Regions from separate parts of the Mus musculus genome. Here region 2 is linked to region 1. Evidence: chromatin contacts called from public HiChIP or PLAC-seq data. All regions are on one chromosome and are shown on one strand. Each heading gives the region's core, a stretch centred on a gene start, on an enhancer-like site or on the middle of the called end of the contact. The rest is flanking DNA. Distances are from core to core; before and after follow the strand shown.

Evidence for each region. HiChIP or PLAC-seq counts read pairs in DNA pulled down with a chosen protein or histone mark.
Region 2: an H3K27ac HiChIP or PLAC-seq map of embryonic stem cells shows a contact between it and region 1, with 10 read pairs. The contact joins the enhancer-like site here to the promoter of Ccdc134 in region 1. A contact is called at or near these places in 5 of 39 promoter capture datasets (cranial neural crest, embryonic stem cells, second pharyngeal arch cranial neural crest and 2 more), 5 of 15 datasets of contacts at CTCF or cohesin (CD8 T cells, the G1E-ER4 cell line, the NIH/3T3 cell line and 2 more), 73 of 484 Hi-C or Micro-C datasets (the 63-12 cell line, the AML12 cell line, B cells and 45 more), 14 of 115 datasets of contacts at active chromatin or transcription factors (CD8 T cells, the HPC-7 cell line, the NIH/3T3 cell line and 7 more) and 4 of 9 other capture datasets (adipose tissue, embryonic stem cells, liver and 1 more).

The regions. Positions count from the first base shown.
Region 1 is chr15:82,125,904-82,132,788 of GRCm38.p6, reverse strand. Ccdc134 (coiled-coil domain containing 134) reads right to left here and starts at 4,867. Exons shown (of 7, transcript NM_172428.2): 1 at 4,740-4,867; 2 at 2,619-2,737; 3 at 1,244-1,365; 4 at 960-1,044. The coding sequence starts at 2,721. Mei1 (meiotic double-stranded break formation protein 1) reads right to left here. Exons shown (of 31, transcript NM_028897.3): 31 at 5,975-6,175. The coding sequence ends at 6,130.
Region 2 is chr15:82,185,607-82,192,117 of GRCm38.p6, reverse strand. The region is part of intron 11 of Srebf2 (sterol regulatory element binding factor 2); the gene reads right to left. Among named protein-coding and RNA genes, the nearest start is that of Mir33, 9.3 kb to the left of the region's middle. Within about 2 kb of position 4,052, at least 43 of the 459 cell types and tissues checked have an H3K27ac peak or open chromatin away from gene starts, as enhancers often do. A contact at or near this core is called in CD8 T cells, CD8 central memory T cells, the HPC-7 cell line and 8 more, where this site is marked.

The DNA of each region.
Region 1 (6,885 bases), core at 3,618-6,117:
GGGCTTCAGAATAATCCCGACGCTCAGAGAACTTAAGAATCAGTTCGTTTGAGAAACAAGAGCCAAGGCAGATAATGTGTTCTCTTCCATCAGGCATGAGAAAGCATCACTATTCACACACAAGCTCTCCCTCTGGTCCCTCCTCTCAGTGACTCTAAGAACTACTATTGCTAAACCATGATCGGTTAGGTCAGGCCTTTAATCCCAGCACTTGGAAGCAGAGGCAGGCAGGTCTCAATGCATGAGGCCACCCTGGTCTACATATCAAGTTCTAGGACAGGTTACATAGTGAGAAAAAACAAAACTGTGATCCATTCGTAGGCACGAAGAGGCACCGAGATGGAGCTCTTGCAGGTAGTACGGGAGGGCCATGCCCTTCACCTTACCTGTCTTTCTCGCCTTGTCTGAAAAGGGATTTAAGGAGTTTGGGATCTTTACTAAAGTAGCAAACAGTGCTGGTAATCACACTCTGCCTCAGCTATTTGATCGGCCCTGGTCACTTCTCCTTCAGATGGGAACAATCCCCATTTGCCTTCCTAAAAAGTGACTAGCAGGCTCTGCCCTGTGCCCTGGAGTGGTAGCAGGCGGAGACTCTTCTTCTCTAGTTCCCCTGCCCAAGCACAGGACAGCATAAAGAAATACCTGCTGCCGAGGCCAGCCTGGTCTACAAAGTGAGTTCCAGGACAGCCAGGGCTACACAGAGAAACCCTGTCTCAAAAAACCAAAAAAAGAAAGAAAAAACCCAAAAATAAAAGAAAGGAATACCTGCTAAGGACAGAGAAACTGGTTCTGAAACCTAGAAATGATTAGAGAGCCACGCTGGGCCCTTATCCACGCCGGGCCCATGACTCAGGTATCACACAAGAATATGCCGAGGGGATGAGTGATGAGAACATAGAAGGAGCAGCTAGAGAATAGCAGGGAGTAGGGAGCCAAGGGCGGTGTTGGGGAGACCATACCATCCTTCAGCTTCTCATCCTGGGGGACCGGCCCGTCTGGAAGCACATCGGCAGCAATGAGCACTGTGCGGGAGTCCTCCAGCACCTGAAGGAACCCCATCTTGGCTAAGTGGCTGTGTGGAGATCTTCACAACTTAGTTCCGGCCCCCGTTACCTGAATCCCACTCCAACCCTTCTACATATGGGTCACTCCCTCGATGAACACTGTCCCCTTTAGAGAACCCTTCCTCTGTGCTCCAACTGAAGCCCTGTCCTGCTGCGAGCTGCCCTGCTTCCTGACACACCTTGAAGAGTCCCTTAAGCATGACATCCAGGATCTTGTACTGCTGGTGGATGTCATTCAGCTGCGCCAGGTTCTTCAGTGCCAACAGCTGCTCTCGCCGCTTCACCTCAAACATCTTCTTGTCTTAGCAGCTGTAAGTTAAGGGGCTAGCACAAAAGCCAGTACAATGGTCCTGTCTCCGAGGGCCCACACATTCCTAACCTATGCCTCCAAAGCATTGGAGGGTCATGGCTGGGGCATACGTAGGTCCTGTAATGTACCATTTCTCTAGATCTCAAAGACTCTACACACAGAAAAGAGAACAAGCCCAACACTCCAAAACCAGGCACCTGCCCTATCTCCCTCTATCTCCCTGTCATCTTCCACAATCACTCACTGCTCCAGAACCTCCAGCAACCTGTTTCAACTGTAGCGTCGGCCAGACATGCCCCCACCATTCTCCTGGAGTTTCAGTTCTCGAGACCTTGCTCAGTAGGTGCATATCCCAAGACTCCTGTATCCATCAGAGCCTCTGAGCAGAGGAACAAAGGCCATCTGTGTGGATGCTGTGGTGTATTTAAATGTTTCATTCCCAGATGCATCAGGAAGCAGGGCAGCTCACAGCAGGACGGGGCTTCAGCATGGGAAGATGGGTAGAGGTTCTCTAAAGGGGACAGTGTTCAGTGAGGGAGCGACAGGGTTAGGAGGTGTGGCTTTGTTAGTGGTGTGAGACTGGGCGGGGGAGGGCTTTGAGGTTTCAGAACCCACACCAGGCCCAGTCTCTCTCTGACTACCCCTCACCCCCCCTTTACAGATCTGGATGTAATCTCTCAGCTGCTGCTCCAGCGCTAACGCTGCCTTCCTGCTGCCACGCTTCCCACCACAATGATCAAGAACCAACCCTCTGGAGCTACCAGCAAGCCCCCAACCAAAGGCTTTCTTTTTATAAGCGACCTTGGTCATGGTTTCTTTCTCTTCAAAGCAACAAAACAGTAACTAATACACATACTTTTTGGTTCTATAGATGCCTCAAAACCAGAGATGGTCTTGTCTCATCTTTGGGTCACCAAGGCCCAGAGGACCAGACAAGATAAGCTAGCAACCCAAAGTTCTGGAGGTCCTGTGTGAGGTCTTAGCCAGGTACCACACACATACAGTCTTAAGCCTTCGCAGATCTGAGAAATGGGTCTAAATGTCAGTTAACATGGGGAGCAGGCTCGGGAGAAAGCCGACATGCTCAGTATGGGCAGAGTGTGTTTCCTCCTTCCTCCTATTCTTACTAACTCCGTCTGCTCAGCCCTGGAAGCCCTGCAAGGAGTTATGGACACCGAGGGACCTCGTTCACCAGCCCTTCGGAGACAGTGAATTCACATCCCACCAAAGCCCCGAAGAGATACAAATCTTGAGGCTCGGGTCCAGAGTGCTCTTCAGGGCGCCTGTGACTTCCGTGCCAGGCCACAGGAGGACAGAGAAGGCTGCCAGGAACTGAAGAAGGTCCATATCTGAGATTCTGGAGCTAGAGGAATAACCCAAAGATAGGGGCAGGGGGTGAGTTCAGGGAAAACATACCTCCCCAGACATGGCCCAGCCTCCAAATACCAAGCATCCAGCTCTAGGGAGCCCTGAAGATCTAGCCAGGACTAATGACTAGCAGGCACACTAGACAGGCTTATAGGATTGCAGAAGAAAGGAAGAGACACTTTAGCCAGTCTTACAACACTGGATAGGGACTGAGGCTAAAGCTCTAGGTTAGAGTCCTGACTACATCTGCCTTGTTCCTGGGCAAGCACTCCAGTTCTCTAAGCCAGGGAAGGTCTTATAGCTTAATATAGCTTCCTATAAAATCGGGCATAGGAGGTCCCCTTCCTGATGCAGAGCGACAGGTCTGAACAATGTACTATGTCTGGAGAACGGGGCTGACTGGGCATTAAGGTTCTTTTCAAATCCCTGTCCTAGCCTTCTAAGAGGGTATCAGCCAAGGAGTCTCAGGCAGTGAGAAGGTATGTAAGGCTTGTATGGCTTCCCTCCTCCTCCAACTTCTTCTGACATCAGAAAGAAGGGACACAGCATGAGAAGGGAAGCAGGGAAGACTTGGAGACTGTACCCATTCACCCGGGAACTACATGTGCAGCATCTGTCCCTAATTCCAACAACAGCCCAACCATTACTGCTCAAGCAATGTTCCACGCAGTTCTAGAGCTGAGAACACATACCCAGGAAGTATGGCAAACCAAACTCCCTGAACTTGTACCTTATCGCTTGAATGGGTACGAGACAATCAACCAACATACAAGCATAAAAGGATTCGGTTGGTGAAGTTCGAACCAGGGCCCGAGTCTGATCCCCAGTATCATGAGTAAGCTGGGTGCAACGCATGCTTGTGCTCCTAGATCTGAGGAGTTGGGGACTCAACTATTCCTGGAGCTTGCTGGCCAGCTAGTCCAGCTGAATCTAGGAGCTCCAGGTTCAGTAAAAGGTCCTGTCTCAACGAATAGGGAAGAGAACAATTAAAGATACCTGGTATTGATCTCTGTCCTCTGCATACACATACTGAGGTGTACATGGAACACACACACACACACACACACAGTTGGCTCTGTTTTTTTTTTTTTTTTTAAGGATAAGAAGAATTTGGTCAAGTGAAACATTAATATGTGGGGGCTGGGAGTAGTGGCTCATAACTTTAATCCCACCACTTGGGAGGTTGAGGCTGGAGAATGTCCTTAAGTTTGAGAGTAATCTAGGCCTTGTCTAAAATTCCAAAATGGATAGACTAGGGTGGAAAATGACAGTCAACAGAGGCCTCATACTCAGATGAAAGATACCCTGTTTTACTAATGTGGAAACTGGGGGACAAAAAAAAAAAAGTTACTATTCAGAGTCTTACAGCTGTTCCTAGGCTGAGCCAGGAGTCTTACTCTCAGTTCAGTGCACTGTGTCTTGTCTCTAAATAAGCACAGGGCATCTCATATCAAAGCTGGCCACACCCCCACCCAGAATTTGAGATGCTCTGGGAGAGATCCTTAGGAGAACCCCTGCCCCCACGGAGCCGGGACAGCAGAAATCTACAGAACAAAGATTATCCAGGACCGTCCACCTTCCGTCTCATGTTCCAGAACCCAAGCGAACTTGAACCAGGCCACAGCAAAACTTAGGGAAACAAATTTACCAGACAACCTAGGATAACTCAAGCAGGACAAACGTGGGAAAGCAAAGTAGCGGACCGCGGGGGACAGGTCTGGTTTTCATGACTGATACTCTACTCTTCGGCCTCTAAATCTCGCTTCTGTCCCAAGCGTCCCCAGCGCTCTTTCAGACTCGGCAAGCGACTCCGAACTCGTCTTGTAGAGCCTGTGGTAGTGGCCGGGCGGGGGTTTTGGTTCCGCGCCTTGGAGCTTCGGAGGGGCAAGCGAGCCTTTCTAGGTGTCCGAGTCCCGAACCCGTACGCAGTGCGGGGGGCTCCGCACTCCCCTCCCAAGAAGCCTACAGTACAGTCCGGCACCCCCACCACTACCTACCCCGGCCGGCGGTGCAGGGAGAAGGGAGCAGCCCCTTGGCGAGCAGCCGGAAGCACCCAACTCTGGCAAGGCGCGGAACTCTACAGCAACCGGCCAGCAGTGCTAGGAGACCGACAAGCGGCCGGCCCACCTACTGCGCTGCTCCTGACCAATGAGACCGGGCCGCGAACGCCGCGCTCCGCTGACCTCACTTCCGGCCCCGCCCCGCTGTGCTCTGGCGCGTGTCGCTGCAGCTGTCAGCCACGGCGTGGTCCTGGGAGAAGCCGTCGCCCGGCACGCTGATGATCTCGGTTCTGGTGGAGTTGGAGGAAGTTAAGCTACGATGGGGCCCTTACCCTGCTGAAAGCGCGTCAGCAAACCGCGGCCCGAAACCCTTGCTGCCCGGCGCTTTTAGCGTAGTGCCTGATGTCTCATCTGAGTCTATTTTAAACCTCAGCTCGCAAGATCCAAAGAACTTTTTAAGGAACCAGCATAACCTATGGTAGTGCGGAGCACGGGCAACCCCGACTTGTCCATCCAGTTCACTGATTTCTAAACCAGAGTTCTTCCTCTGTTCGTAGACATTCTGTTTTGCTCCGGGGTAGGGATTGAGGGTGTCAGGACAGCTAGATCCGGGGAAGACCGGCGGAGTGGCCAGTTAGGACGCAAAGCCCAGGCTGGGCTGATATACAAACAGGTGCGGGCAGAGTTTTCTGCCAGTAGCCGGCGATGGTAGACGTTAAATGACCATTGCCCACGTGAGTATAGAAAAGGCTTGAGCCAGAGAGGCTGAAGTGGGTTTGATTTTATTCCCCCCTGAGATTTGTACCTCTTCCCATGTCCACTTGAGGTGAAGTGCTTCTCCAAAGTCCAACCACAAGGCTTGGGGCCCTTGATGTTGGGGCCTTCCCAGCTCAGGGGTTCTTCATGTTCTCTATGTACAACTATGAAGCACTTTGCACATGCTCAGGCCCCAACCCTTGGTTTTCTGAGACAGGGTTTCTCTGTATAGCCCTGGCTGTCCTGGAACTCACTCTGTAGACCAGGCTGGCCTTGAACTCAGAAATCCGCCTGCCTCTGCCTCCCAAGTTCTGGGATTAAAGGCGTGTGCCACTACTGCCTGGTGCACATGCTCCTTAAATGCTCTCACTCTCCAGTCTGTCTCCATCATTTGCGGAAACAAGCCAGTGTCCAGCTGTGTAGCTGAGGAACAAGTTCCAGGAAGATGAGCTCAGAGTGAAAGTGCACACAGGAATGTTAATGCATTATTTTATTTCCCAATTCCATTTCCACTGTGGTGTAAAATAGCTCCAGAGAGAGGCTTGATATTGTTTTCCCCCTCAACCATTATGCCCGGAATTTGTCTGCAGGTCTCATTGTTTTCTGTTTCTGGGCCTTTATGTCCTGAGGCTCAGCCTCTGATGTGAGCCTGGGAAACAGACACACCTCCGAGGCAGCTGGCGTGAATCATGAGAGGAGAATAAAAGAGAAACAGAGCTGAAGGGGGAGGGGAGGGATATCACAGAACCCCAGAAGGGTAGCAATGGTCAGAGAAGAGTATGAATACTTCTAATATTGGTGGCACGGACTCCAAAACTGGGACCAGCAGTTGGCATATAACAGAGAACTGTTCCATGAAAAGAGAAGATAGCCAGGGGAGTAGCCAGTAGGGCTAAGAAGTTCTCCTCTGGGGCCGGAGAGATGGCTCAGCAGTTAAGAGCACTGACTGCTCTTCCAAAAGTCCTGAGTTCAAATCCCACAACCACATGGTGGCTCACAACCATTCGTAATGAGATCTGATGCCCTCTTCTGGTGCATCTGAAGACAGCTACAGTGTACTTAGATAATAAATAAATCTTGAGGCTGGAGCAAGCCAGGCCCACCAGAGTGGGCAACCTTCATTCCCAGCCACCACATGATGGCTCACAACCATCAATACAGCTACAGTGTACTCATGTACATAAAAATAATAAAATCTTTTTAAAAAGGAAGTTCTTGGGCTGGAGAGATGGCTCAGTGGTTAAGAGCACTGACAGCTCTTCCAGAGGTCCTGAGTTCAAATCCCACAGCCACATGGTGGCTCACAACCATCCATAATGAGATCTGACACCCTCTTCTGGGGTGTCTGAAGACAGCTACAGTATACTTACATATAATAAATAATAAA
Region 2 (6,511 bases), core at 2,803-5,302, 60 kb before region 1:
AAGGGATCCCACCACAGAAACAAGAGAAAGTCGCTATGTTCTATGAAACTTCTCAGGCTTGACAGTTAAGTCCCGCCACGGAGCGGGGCACATGCAGTGGGCTTCTTGCTATACCCCGTCCTGCCAAGACTATCTAAAGCCCTCTGGGACATGCTTCTCTTTCACCTCTGGCTTCCAGTTATTTATTTAGGAAGGGGCCTCAGAAGTCCCCAACTTTATCTGTGACACTGTGAGTGCCTAGCCAAGTAGCCCCCTCAATCCTAGGATTTCTCGGGTCATTAAAACTGTCTATCTTTTAGAGTATTATTTAGGCAAATTGTTTTTTGATTACTTTTTTCAGCTCTCTTACAAAGAGTTTACAGAGAAATGCACACCCAGAGCCAGCGTTCGGCACCACACTAGGCGGTACCACACTGGGCGGTATGTAAGAGACCATGGCATGTTTGTGTGTATGTGGGACCCTGACAGAAAACTTCAACAGAAAGTCTCAGGCCTTCCTTGCATGAGCCCCAACCTGGAAGAAAGATCACAAAGGGACTTCTTTTCCCCTGCACAAACTTAAATGGTAATTAATATAAGCATTTTTTTCGTATATGTGCACCGCATGTGTACCCTTAAGACCAGAAGAGGTTGATGTGTTCTGTGAAGCCAAGGATGTGCTTTGTAGAGCGCGGTACGGGGTGGTGGCGGGCCCGTGCTGAGGCATCTCCCCGTGAGGAGAGCCACTCCACACAGGTCTAGTATAAAACAGAGTTTGTTTGGGGACAGGGAATGGGGATGGGAAGGAAGTAGAGGCAAAGAAAGAGAGGGGGCACAGAAGGACAGAGAAAGAGAAGGAAGGGAGGGGAGAGAGGGAGAGAGGGAGAGAGGGCTCAGAGAGACTAGTCAGTCCCTTTCAGAGCAAGCCAGGCCTACCTGCGGGGTGGAGCCTGGGAGGAATGCTAGCAGCGTCACCGGGAGTTACAGGTGGTGTGAGCCACTGGGTTTGGGAGCTGGGGACCAGATTCGGTCCTCCAAGAACAGCAACTACTCTTACAGCAGCTCGCTCTCCAGCCTCTTTTTAAATTCACGTGAAAAGGATTAGGTTTCATCGTAGCATTTCCAAACAAAATCTGTTTGTGTTGATTCTCCTCCATTTCTCCTCCCTCCCCCACCCTATACCTGTTCACTCCCAGTGCCCCCCTCCCCCCACGATTTCTCTCTGTACCCTTGGATGGCCTAGAACTTGCTCTATAGGCCTCCAGAGTGGTGAGATTAAGGGCATGTCCCCCTTTTTGTTTTCAAGTCACGTGCTCTAGTGTGCACAAGCCCTGTCCTTCCACCTCCACGACTTGCCCTCTGCCCCCTCCCACACACAACCAGGATGTGAACGAAAGTAGGATTCATCTTTCTGAGGCTGCTTGACTTTAATTTCCAGATCCATCCACTATTTTTTCAAATTTCATAATTTTGTTTTCCTTTATAGCTGAAAACACACACGCACGCACACACACACACACACACACACACACACACACCCCTCTTCATCCCTTCATTACTCTACCAACGTCTGTCGAGAGATCTCTCTAGTTCTCTAAAAAAGGACACTGGGTATATACCTTTCTTTAATATATACCAGTATATATACCAGTATATACTGGGCATATACCTTTCTTTAATCCCAGTACTCAGGAGGCAGGGCAGGTGGATCCCTACCAGATCAGCTTGGTCTACAGAGTGGGTTCCAAGACAGGCTCAGCTACATAGTTGTCTCAAACCTTGTCTCAAAACCAAACCAAACCAAACCAAACCAAACCAAACCAAACCAAAGGGATGTTAAAAGTGTCTGGAAATGAAACCACCAGTGCATAGCCAGGACAACACTGTTTCTGGGGCCCCAGTGTAAGACAAACGCAAGAACATCGCTGTCTGTTGGTTATTAGAAATTCTTTTCTCCCCAACCCTGGCCCCAATTCCGTCTTTTTTGAGTGATAATATCTCCACTCTATAGCTCACGATTTCTGATCTATAAACCTACTCAATCGGAACAGGGGGCCGAGCAGAGGTGGACGGGAAGGAAGACACATAGCTGGAGCCCCAGGAGTCCGCCACAGGGGCTGCTGGTCTGGGAACTTCCTTCTCCAGCGTAGGCACTGCCTCTAATGAGGGCATCTATCTCGGGGTCTGGGAGGCTGATGGTTCTGACCTTTAATAGACTTTAAGCAGCAATCAGCTAATGTAACAGTTTCAGAAAACTTGAATGCCAGAGTCAGAAATAGCACAGCCACTCGAGGATGCGCTGGGGAGGCTCTGAAGGGGACCACGGGGACAGCCGCCTGACGGGAGAAAGCTGACTGGCCTATAGACACACTCACTGGCAGTGTCATGGCAGCCTATAGGACCAGGACAGCATTTCACTTAGATTCACAGAAACAGTGACAGTCTCCTATTTACCACCCAGCCTTGGGAACAGGGTACTGTGATACCCAATACCTAAGAACCTGTGACCTGCTATGACCTTCAAAGTGCTCACCGAGCTCCTCGGCGGTGGGACAACACAGGCTGTGTGTGTGTGTGTGTGTGTGTGTGTGTGTGTGTGTGTATACATGTGTAATTCCAGGGCTTCGTGTACCCAGAATCTTCTAATAATTGAGTCCAACCCTCTCCAGGTCATAGGCCTGGTTAGCAAGGAAATATGGTGACTGTTCCAAGGAAAAATAAGGAGTGCTGGCCTCTGTAGGGATCCAAGGGTGATACAGAGAGGTACAAAGGAAGCCTTTCAGGTCCTATGGCAAGAACCCACTGAAGCCATTTAGGAAATTATTAGGTTAAAATATATTTTTAACCTGAGCTCTTTTATTTCAAACATTGAAATCATGGTCTAGACATTAAGAACAACAACAACAAGAGCAACAACAAAAAACCCCTTGGAGACAGCATCTCATTTTGTAGCTCTAGCTGTCCTTGAACTCAGAGATCCAACTGCTCCTGCCTCCTGAATCCTGGGATTAAAAGCATGGCCTCCATGCCTGGTCTGACATTAAATTAAAACATTCTGTGTGTTTGTGCACCATGAATGCAGTACCCACAGAGCCCAGAAGAGGGTGTCAAGAGTCCCTGGAGTCTAAACTTTAAGAAGCATTAGCTGACATGAAGTCTCCCCTTAATGGTTTGAACTAATAAGAAACATAAATCCAAGACAGGCAGCACAACTATAAAGGCTTCTGTATAGGAAACTGAGAATAATTTTTATTGCTCTTTTAATTTTCTTGGCTTTATACTCCAATTATAATACTCCCAGTTTAAAGAAAAAAATACTTTCCCTCTAAATTTTGGAGACACCAGACCTCTCTGAGCTACAGGAGCCTCTCCTGTAGCTCATCTGCTAACTGCCTGGCATGAGAGGCGAGGCAGCTGCCCAGGACTGCTTAGCTCTCGAGAGCTGCCCAGTGTGCCTGGACTGGCTCCAGCCCTCCGTTACAGCTGGCGACTGTGTGCCACGAACCCTAAGTGGCACAGGGAACGCTCACGGGAGCCAAGTGGTACCTGCAATTCCTGCTCTAAGCATGGATACCGGACATCATGTAGACAGATGAAACACAACAGACCGAGGTGCTTCGAGATGCAAAAGCCAGACTACATTACCTTCCTTTAAATAACATTGTATTTTGTGTAAAGCTAATAAGTTTTAGGAAGCTATTTTTTTTGACTGTTTTGTCTTGTTCTAAAAAGCAATTAGCATGTGGAAACCAGCGTGAAACAGGGAATGGGGTGCTGTGTCCAGTTTGAGTCTAAGCCATGGTGGTACATGTCTATGACAGCTACACTTAAGAGGTGGAGGCAAGGTGAGTGTGGTGGCCCACCCCTTTAATCCCAGCACTTGGGAAGCAGAGGCAGGTGGGTGGGTCTCTGTGAGTTTGAGGTGAGCCTGATGTAGGTAGTGAATTCAAGGACCATCAAGGCTAGCTAGAGAGATGCTGTGTGAAAACCAGACCAAACCAGATCAAACCAAACCAGACCAAACCAAAAAGCTAAGGCCAAGGGCTGGAGATGACTCAGCAGTCAAAAGCACTGGGTGATGCTCTTTCAGAGGATGCAAAAGGAGGCTCACAGGCTTGTATGTGGTGCAGCATCTATGCCGACAGAGCACCCAGACACACAAACAAAAGTAAATCTTAAAAATCTGCCTCAAAGGCCTAAAAAAATAAAAGCATTGTCTCCTCTTTCAAACTGCATGTCTGATCGCTCCACAAGCTACTAAACTAATTAAGACATAAATACTTCGTAGGTTACTGGAACCACTAACAACTAAACAAACAGAACCAAAACGCCAGCTCTTTGCCTCTTTTTTTTTTCCTTTCCTTTCCCCCCACACGCCCCCCTCCCCCCAAGGTTTCTCTGTGTAGTACTGGCTATCCTGAAGCTCGCTCTATAGATCAGGCTGGCCTTGAATTCAGAGACCCACCTGCCTCCCTGGCCTGTCTGCAACTCTTTTTTTTCTTTTTCAATTTTTATTTAAATGTATGAGTGCTCTGCTGCATATACATCCACAGGCCAGAAGAGGGCGTCAGGCCCCATTACAGATGGTTGTGAGTCACCATGTGGGTGCTGGGAATTGAACTCAGGATCTCTGGGAGAGCAGACAGGGTTCGTAACTGCTGAGCCATCTCTCCAGCCCCTTGTCTGCAACTCTTAACCCAGCTGCTCCAAAAGGGAGTGGACAGAAAGGGGCAGGCACAACAGATGCCCGCCACTGTTTGCCACCTTACTGGCAGTGCACACTGGGCAACCCTGCTAAAGTCTCAGGTGTTTACCCCTTTGCCCCAGCAGAGCCATCACTAGACACTTAGAATGAGGGTGTGTTCACAGCGGTGGGTGACAATTAAAAACATTTCCTTTCTGCAGTGGTTTGTAGCAAATACAGGAAGTGCTCCTAACAGCCTCACGTGAGTGCCAGCCACCTCTGCAAAACAAGATGCCCAAGATCTCTCGCTAGGTTAAAAAACTGAAGGGAAAACCAAGGTTTAAGGTCTAAGCAGCCACCTGGAGTGGATGAGGCATCTGTCCTATGTGCTGGAGGACTGCCAGGGAACTACATATGAAACTGCTGAGTATAGATGAGGCACACAACGCCTTCGGGGGGAGCTGCAGGCAAGGGTGATTTTCTTTCCTTCCTGCTTTGTGATAAGGTCTGCCATGTTGCCCAGATTAGCTTTGGACTTACTTCTAGGCACAAGGGATCTTCCTGCTGCAACCTCCCAAATTCAACAAGGTGTGCCCCAGTCACCAGCTTTTAGAGCCACCTCAGTGGAGCCATCTCCCTGAACCTCAGCCCGTGTGCTGAAGTCAGGCTGAGAGCTCTTCTGTAAGGCAGCTGCATCTCAGCAATGATGGCGCCTAATGAAGCTAAGTGGGGCTTTGGGGTGACACAATGGTCCTGTCTTTGAGCTTACCCACATGTCTTTCTGCAAGCCTGAACCCGCCTGGGTGTCCTGCCAGTTAACACATTTTTCTCTACTATCTGCTCCGGAGTGCCTGGTCCAGAACAGGAGTAAAATAAAATATGCTGGATAAGTCAACCGATGCATGTCTCATTTATTTATAAAAGCGGAGGGGAGAGTTAGTTTCCTTACGCCCTGTCACGTAGACTACCATGATACACTTGTGGCAAAAGATCAGCGTTACCACACACATGTTCTCCGTCTGTTCTCAGAGTATCACCTCCATTACCAAGTGGTGACAGGCAGAGATAAAATATTCCAGTGTGTTCAGTTATCTATGCAAAGTGGGGCACTGAGGGAAATGTGGCTCTCTCTGCTGGAGTAAGAGAAAGCCCGAGGTCAGCAGATGTTGTGAACCAGCGATAGTGAGGGTTGGGAATTAGCCAGCTGTGAACAACCAGCGCAGGCCCCGTCCTGTGCCAGGCGACGAGGGAAGCACTCCCTAACTTCCCACCTCGCAGCTGCCCTGCGAGCTCTGCAGAGCGCTGCTCTTTGTTATTTGTGGATCTATAGTCCCGAGATCAATCAATACAAGGTATTCCCTCAAAACAGTCTGTAGATAAACAGACAGGAGATGTAATAAGACTCTGAAAATGAGTTACACATGAATCCCACGGGGGTGGGGGGGTGGAGAGACAGATAGACAGACAGACATGCTGTGTATTTCTATGAACTGAGGCTTTTACTTCAGTGCACCAGAATGTCCCCGTAAGGCTCTCTGCCTGAAAAGCCCAGCAAGGGGGACATCTTGCTGCATTTTCTTCATCACTCTTTGCCTTTGTGGAAGAACAAGTGACCCCCCCCCCCAAATCCTTCAAGTGGCAGGGTGCATTCTGCTTTTAGGCCCAGGATGGGAAAGCACTCAGGGAAACATTATGGCCTGACTGCAAAATGTCACCCATAGGCTCGTGTGTCTGAATACTTGGTCCCCAGCTGGTGGTCCCCAATTTGGGGAGCTGTGGAACTTTTTGGCCATGGTATAATTGGGAATTATATAGGGATACAGAGGTCACTATGAGGGGTGTAGGCTG